2 separate regions of the Rattus norvegicus genome follow, and region 1 is linked to region 2. Evidence: chromatin contacts called from public Hi-C data. All regions are on one chromosome and are shown on one strand. The core of a region is the stretch at or near the end of the contact, and the rest is flanking DNA. Distances in the headings are between cores, read along the strand shown. Region 1 overlaps Notch2 (notch receptor 2). Region 2 overlaps Sec22b (SEC22 homolog B, vesicle trafficking protein).

Region 1 (3,833 bases), core at 777-3,276, 180 kb before region 2:
GAAAGGCGTTTATAGGATCACATGATGTCCAACTTTCTCCCATCTAATCAGAGTATCTGGAGCTCCTGGGAGAACAGAGAACAGCCGTAAAAAGAGAAGAGACAAAGGCCTCCCTTGGACCTTCTAAAGCTCTTATGGAAATGGTCAGGGAAATGATTAAAATAAAATAGAAGGAAAAACCCCAAATACCTCACAGTTATGGCTTATGACTCTTGGACATCTCCAGCAACAGATTTACAAAACAGCCTCTTGGACCAGAAAGCAGTTCCCAAGAAGGGGCACCGCCCAGCAGCCGGAACATTCCATCTCCTGGCTCTGTGGGTTCATGCTACACCTTATGTTTATCTTAGAGTATTTTTAGCCTGTGTGCTCCCCCTTTGACCCTGCTGATTTGCTGAATGTTAAAAACAGACAGAATATGATTCACTGACATTTAAAAAACTAAGTCCGGTGAGAAGTCTTCTGTAAATCCTGAAGGAAACCATAACAGGCTGTCCCTTGGCCATGCAGTGGGAATGAGCCTGCACTCTGAGGTCAGACGCTTGGGGCAGAGCCCTGGTTGCGGGCACTGAGAACATCACTCTCCCTCTCTGCTCTTTGCCCTCTCCTCAGTGCCACAGGGGCAGCAGCAGCTGTGCCAACTAAGTGAGATGGGGTAAGCATCTTGGTTCCTAGCTCAGAGTACACTGTTCATACAAATTAGGCATCCTCTTCCTCTTATGCACTTCAACAGGTCTGTGTATTTAGTTAGCTCCCACCTATCTGGGAGAACAGCTTTCAGGATGCCCAAATTCACCGTGCTGCCTCAGTGGGTCGTGGCACGAAACATTCAGCACACCGGCTTCTCAGTCACCTGGAAGAACCGAGGGCCACCAAAGCCACAGATGCTCCTGGAGCGCCCACATTACCGCTGGCATAGAGAGACTAAGTACCCAGCATCTCTTCACCTGGCTCTGGCTGCCCTTAGGCTCTGCCAAAAGCTCTAAAGTGGGTTGCTCACCTGGGGAGCAGGTAACCAGACGGCAGTTCCTAAGGGTACTATTATAGACATCTGCATGTGTATGGTAATGTCCAGAAAGAGCATGATACACCGTGTAGCCTAACAACGGAACCTTTACCATAATTAGATGTCAGGGAGAGCCTAGGCTTCCTCTGGAGCCTTCACGACAGTTGTCCAGGAACATAAATGACACGGTTGATATTAGCAAGGAAGAAGAGAGCGTGTGGATTGTACTTCACCTATGGGCACATGTGCGAATTCTCTAGAGGGCCAAGCCTAAGGAAGGGTCATATGCAGTATTATCTTCATCTACTTTCTTTTCATGGGCAAAATGATCTTGCTTACTGTAGCCAAACTAGTTGGTGGTCTCCTCAAATTATGCCCTCCCCAAACAGGCTCCCAGAAGAGGCAAGACCCAGGACAAGCAGTCAGTGTTTTCATGCAGGTTTACCTTGGGCACAGCTTTACAGAAGGCAGTGGCTGGAGGGAAACAAAGGTGGCTTTGGAGGCATTAACTCCAGCACAGTGACGGAAAGTTACAGTCTGCTAGGAATTCTCAGGTAGCAAGAAACACGTGACCTGAAACGCTAAGGGAAGTGCTGTGTTTCCACTTAGCAAAGGTCTGGAAACAGGAAACTGGTTCAGAGCAGAACAGAAGCAGATTGCAAACCTTCCAGAGACGACGAGAAACAGGAAAAGGGTGAAAATTTGATTTTTACTTAGGGGCCCCTTTCCCAACTGGATGGGCAAATGGAGGCCCCGTCCAAAGGCAAGAGCATTACCTGTGAATCCCGGAGAGCACACACAACTGTAACGGTTGATGCCGTCCACACAGGCTCCGTGCAGACAAGGGTTGCTGGCACAGTCATCAAAATTAATTTCACAATTAAGGCCTGTAAACAGAGGCAGAGAAATGATTCTGTATCACCACAGGAATGTCGGCACTTCTGCCTGTGGTGCTCCACAGTCAGAAGCCTGAAGGGAACCCAGGCACTCCGAATAGAACAAAGCAGCCCTTCGCCAAGTACAATCCACAGAATCCAGGACTGAGAAGCCAAGAGGACTGGATTACTCATACTTAGCCATGATTTGTCCCTTCTACTCTGTTGTCATGGAAACAGCACAAAGGCAATATAGGTAAAACTGTCAGCATCTCAGCCAGGATCCAGGCTACGGGCCCCAACCAGATGGACACAAATCTACACACCCACAGCCAAACAAACACGTGTCCGCTTCACAGCTTTGGTGAAGACATTAAAATCTGCCGCTGTGGAACTTGCAAACTCTCAGCCCTCGGGTTGAGATAGCATCACAGACAGGAGGAGCAGCCGCAGCCCGAACTGTGAGCTGTCACAGCGGCATCCTACACTTCTAGAATCCCATTTTAACTAAAACAAAACAAATGAAACAAACAAGAAACCACAGTGCATTAGTTAAAGTGCATGTAAGAAAGCTTTGTGGTTCCATAGACTGTTTTGTGGAATATAGACAGGTAAAACTCCTGGACCAAATGCCACCATGCTGGTTCACTCACCAACGTACCATCTGTGATCACACATTTGTTAATAACTACCACCTCTATGCTAGTTCCATAAGCCTTCCCATGTTGATGAGGCTAACCTCGAGGACCATTAATTAATAGGAGACAAGCTTCCATATTCCTGTACACAAGGGCGGGCCTTCTAGCCATCAGCCCCTGATCCATGAAGCCCTAGCATGCCAGCACAGTTTTAGTCCCTGGGGTCATGGTTCAGTTGAACTGGGAATAACACCCAGTCAAGCTGGGCCACAGCATCTACACTGACAGAGCAGCCCATTGGGACTCAGGTCTGCAGCCGTCCCGCCTGTGCTGGGATGTTACTGCTGCTTAGAGTCCATGAGAGGCTTCTCTGCTGTTGCTGAATTGTCTGCTTTGCTGTTTCTTCTAGTTCAAGCCATTTTAGTTTAGTTGAAACTCAAGAGAACTAATTAATTACTTCAAGAGTTTATCATCGTAAAGCACAAATGAGAGAAGGTCCTAAAAGTAACTGAGTCTATCTCGCTTTAAGCATCCAGATAGTGCAAACCACAGGAATGGTTAGCAAGGCTATGATGATTCCTTCCAAATGTCAAACTACTAACAGAGACTGCATGATACATGCACATTGTCTATCCACATTGTCTACTAAGTGGGCTTTCCAGCCAGGCCCGCAGCACAAGCTTCCTTTCCACTAAATACTGACCAGCAACTCCGGATGTTGCCTGCAGCTCTTTGCTCTAACTTTTCAAACTGCTGCAGCGATGGGTTTGGCCTCCCTCTGCATGCTGCCTGCCGCAAACCATGAATATTAACTTCTTGCCTCTGTCCCCCGAAGGAAAGTCTACCTGATACACTCTGGCAAGAGGATATAATCCAAGAGGAAAATAAGTTCTTGCCAACCCACCACTCACCAGGTTTCCAGCATGTTGGTTACAATGAGGGAGACAGCAAGGCTAACACAGCCCCTCCATTCTAAAGACTCCTATTCAACTGCTTGTAAATCTCTCACTTTTCCTTCGTACTGCAATTTCTCATGTCTGGGGACCAGCCCGGAAGCAAATTGCTTTTGGAAGGTTTCACAAAGCTCTATTCAGCCCTTTGAGGGAGTTATCTAAATGTGGGGAGGGGGCCCGCATTCTCAGCTGTGAAGGCATGGGATGTTTTTCGTATGCTTGAGCAATTCAAAAAGGACTTTGTTTTCAAACTTGGCATGTGTGAGGCCCTGGATGAAGACCAGGACCTTTGACAAGTTTGAAGAAATGGATTTGAAGGAACACAATAAAAGCAGGGCAGCTACCCACTCCCCTACCTCTG
Region 2 (3,976 bases), core at 1,429-3,928:
TGGAGGTGGGCTGGAAGGAAAGGCTAAAATGGACCATGAGGAAGAACCGGGGGGATGACCATGAGGAAGAACCGGGGGGATGTTTTGTCCACACCTAGAGACCCAGTCAGTGAGTGATGGAGGATTCAACTTGCTTAGTCAACCTCCAAGTCATACAAAACCAGCCGTCATCACATAGGGTAGTTGGCGTCTGGTGGGCTAATAAGCAATTACCACACAGCATCATCTCTACAGCCCTGACCTCCTGCATCCTGCTGAGCCTCACGAAATTGTGAAGGGTTTTACTGTGTGTCTTATTAAATCCTATGCGCACAGAAAGTATCAACTTTGTAAATTTTTGTAAATATTTGTTTATTGTATGTGTATGTATGTGCCACTGCACGTGTGTAGTCAGAAGACATGTGGGAGTCCCTCCTCACTCCTTGCACTTTGAGAGTCCAGGGACTGAACTCACGTTGGCAGTCTTAGTGGTGAGCGTTTTTACTCACTAAGCCAAACTGCTGGCCTGGTTCATCTACTTTGTTTCTTGCATTTGAAGAAAACTTACAAATATTTTTGAACTCCTTAGACGTGATTAAGTAACTAAAACTGAAAATAAAAGTTATTTCACCAGAACCAGATCTCTGAATATTTAAGAAAATATCTGACAGGGCTGTTTCATGCGCACAGTAGCTTTTGAAGAGTAAGGTTCAGACTGTAGATCTCCTCCTACTCACTGCAGCTTTCAAGGACTCTGGGCACCTAACTTTTGAGTTCTGTGTTATGCACCTAGAGTGAACTGAAAGACCACGGCCCACCATGATTTCATGAACAGTGCTGTGGCCCTGCCTGGCCAGAGATGGATGGGACACATCTTTCCTGGAGTAAAGACACGTTCACCTGTTTTACAAAGAGTTCTCGGGAAGCTCAGGAACCATTGTTAGACATTAAAATAACCAGGCATGCGTCAATGTGTCAAATACTTCTAAAACATGACACCATGAGGCATTTTAGTAAAACAGGCAATGAAGTTCAGCGTCACAATGACCAAGACAGCTGCTCTAGAGGGCAGGAATGGGTCTCCCCTGCAGTGGGTCAATCCTGCACCTGCAGTGATCGTGCCTGTGTGCTCAGCTCTCTACAATGACTTTCTAAACATGCTAAACTCAAAATACACTTTGTAGTCCTTATTTTATTTGATGGGTTGGTGGTACACAAAAACACACCCCAAGGGAGAGGAACAAGAGACAACAAATTACAGCGATTCATGTATGCAGATGCCATGATGAAATCCATCAGTTCATATACTTACCTGAAAAATTAAAACGTCAAAACCAAACCCTGAAGCCAAACTGTCTGGCTCAAATCTTGATTCCGATATCCTTTTGCTCTGTGACTTTGGACCATGTTTGAGACTCTTTTGTACCTCAGAGCAAATCTCTTTGTTTGTAGAGTGCTGGCAGCATACTTGAGTAAGTTCCTCTTATCTGGAACCTCTGATCACCTTTCTTGAAACTGGTCTGTTTACTGCCCCCTCCCCTATGGCTCAATTCCACTTCCACACTTCTAATATGTCTTTTTGTGTAGGGCAACCCCTCAGCAGGTGAAGCAATGCCAGTCTAGTTCTCCTGTCTGCTTACCCTGAGCTCAGACGAACCAAGCGTGCCAGCTCTTTCTACATGTCCTTCGCATGCCACATCCTTGTCTGGAATGCTAATCCACTTCTCTGGAAACAAGCCTTCACTGCAGCCACACACTGCTATACTTTCCACTTGTTTCCCTGCTCAGTTTCCTATACCAGCTACTTAGAACACATACCAGAGGCCCATCGTGTCTTCCCTTTGTCCACTGCCCCGGCCTTTACCACATTCTTGTTCCTCTGTTCACCAATTTCCCCTCCCCGAGTTCAGTGCCCCCTGAGATGAGGTAGAATGCGGTGAGAAGAGTCTATGTGGACAAAAGTTAACTCGACGACAAAACTTCACACTGAAGGAAACGTTCTACAAGCATTTATTTCATCGCTGACCACTAAGTTGCAGCATGCAACTCCCGACAGTGAGCTGCCACCGCCCTTCTCAGAGAGGCACCAAGCGCTACGGTGCAACGACTCAGGTTTGCACTACGGTGCAACGACTCAGGGTTTGCAGTCTTACAAGGTTTCTGTTGCCAACATCATTGTTTACGGAGCAAGCCTTTTAAAGACTTAAAAGCAGTTATTCTCTATAAAAAGTCATTTTGTATTTCATGCACAAAACTCTAACGGGTAGATTTATGTTCATAATAGAAGAACGTTTATTCTAGTTCTGTACTTATTAGGAATACAGTAAGCTTCCCCCCAGGTTCTCATAAGGAAGTGAGACTGTTGTCCCCCCCGGAACAGGGCAGCAGTGATGATCCCTAGGGTTAGAAAACTGCTTACCAAAAGTCTTTCCAAAGATGTTAAGTAAGAAGTTGGCTCATTTTCCAGTACAATTTAAAGAAATGTTTGCAGTATGTGCAGGTCTTATAGGTTATATTGTAGCCCCTTGTGATAATAACCAAAAGGCCTATTCTTCCCACTTAAAAAATTCTACCTCAGAAGGGGAAAGGTGAAATCTCCATTATCCCTGAGCAAAAAGGGAAAGAAGTCTGATGTACTCTCATTGGTTATAGGAGTCACACTGTCCACGAGCCATCTGTCTCTAAAACATTCCTGCAGAATTTACATAAGCTGACTCAGGAATGAGGCTGGCTCTCAGAGATGTTCTCCATAAGCTTTGTGAGCATTTGTGTTTGGGTAGCTGATCTGCAGAGATAAGAAATCTAACTAACTACCCTGCTCAGTACCACCACACTCGCAGTCTGTGAAAATCCTACAGGCTATCTGTGGGACAGGAGACCATGAGTTTAAGCAAGTTATGTTGTAAAGAAAGCCAAGAAATGGGAATGCACAGACAGAGTGGGAGGAAGGGGCAGGGCAAAGCCGAGGTCTAAGCTGGGCCTTTCTTCCCCGAAGGCAGGGCCTCTGACCACCCTGTGCCACACTAACTCTACAGAGCCCAAACAGCCCCAAATAACAATGTCCCGAGAGAGTTAGAGTGAACGACGAGGAAGGTGGACCTCTGTAAGTTCAAGGCCAGCCTGGTCTACATGAGTTCCAGGACAACCGAGACTAAAGAGACCCTGTCTCAACAAAACAAAAAAAGAAAAGAAAAACAAACAACAAAGAATAAATGACAGAAAAAAATTCATCCTTTTAGTCAAGCAATACTATATAATTTCAAGGCATATTAATATAATTGATTTAATTCCAAAGCAACTGTGCAATAAGCAAAATATAAAAGAAAAAAAAACAAAAAACAAAAGTTAACTTCCTACAGCGGCCAACACACAGGACCTGTGCACCGAAGCAATTAACCTTCACATACTTTGAGTCTTACTTGAAAGTTAATCACACATGTAACCAACAAAGGAATGTCGATTAAGGTTAGGACTCCCCAAAGGGAAACTCTGACAGAATTTCAGGATGCTGCTAGAATGGGTTGGCTACCTTAAATCTCACTGATGGCTCCATCAGAGAGACCGCCCCATCTCTGCTGTCTCACAAATGTACTGGGGAGGGAAGAAACAAAACAGACAACCTACTGTTCCCTAATACATATGGCTTAGCACCCAGAGAAGGTCTCTGCCCCGGAGACATCCACATGGGTCAAGCTTCCTTAAACGAGGCGCCATCTTTCATTTCAGGACAGGTCTTTTCTTGCAAGGTCTTTAGAGGCAGAAGTTCCACTTGGGTTCTAACACACAGCCCTGTGAGCTCAGTTTCCTGAAAACATACACCTGCTGGGTTCTAGGTTCTCCCTTACTAGTGACGAGGCTTCACTATCTCACAGCCACCAAAACCGCACATACACTATCAGCATGATGAAGAACACGGCTACTGCTGCAAGCTTGGCGTAGGTGGAACGCATGTTCAGGTACTTCGCATCCTGGCGGTATTTCTTAGATAGACTGGACA

Evidence for each region. Hi-C and Micro-C count contacts between places; a contact is called where the count stands out from the background.
Region 1: a Hi-C map of prefrontal cortex shows a contact between it and region 2, with 4 times the contacts expected there. The contact joins two enhancer-like sites. A contact is called at or near these places in 9 of 12 Hi-C or Micro-C datasets (the A7r5 cell line, frontal cortex, hepatocytes and 5 more).

The regions. Positions count from the first base shown.
Region 1 is chr2:188,387,849-188,391,681 of GRCr8, reverse strand. It overlaps Notch2 (notch receptor 2), which reads right to left. Exons shown (of 34, transcript NM_024358.2): 12 at 1,783-1,893. Among named protein-coding and RNA genes, the nearest start is that of Adam30, 51 kb to the left of the region's middle. Within about 2 kb of position 2,026, at least 40 of the 93 cell types and tissues checked have an H3K27ac peak or open chromatin away from gene starts, as enhancers often do. A contact at or near this core is called in prefrontal cortex, where this site is marked.
Region 2 is chr2:188,208,778-188,212,753 of GRCr8, reverse strand. It overlaps Sec22b (SEC22 homolog B, vesicle trafficking protein), which reads right to left. Exons shown (of 5, transcript NM_001025686.1): 5 at 3,189-3,976. The coding sequence ends at 3,846. LOC134485662 (a long non-coding RNA gene) reads left to right here. Exons shown (of 2, transcript XR_010063892.1): 2 at 1-2,936. Among named protein-coding and RNA genes, the nearest start is that of Sec22b, 22 kb to the right of the region's middle. Within about 2 kb of position 2,678, at least 9 of the 93 cell types and tissues checked have an H3K27ac peak or open chromatin away from gene starts, as enhancers often do. A contact at or near this core is called in prefrontal cortex, where this site is marked.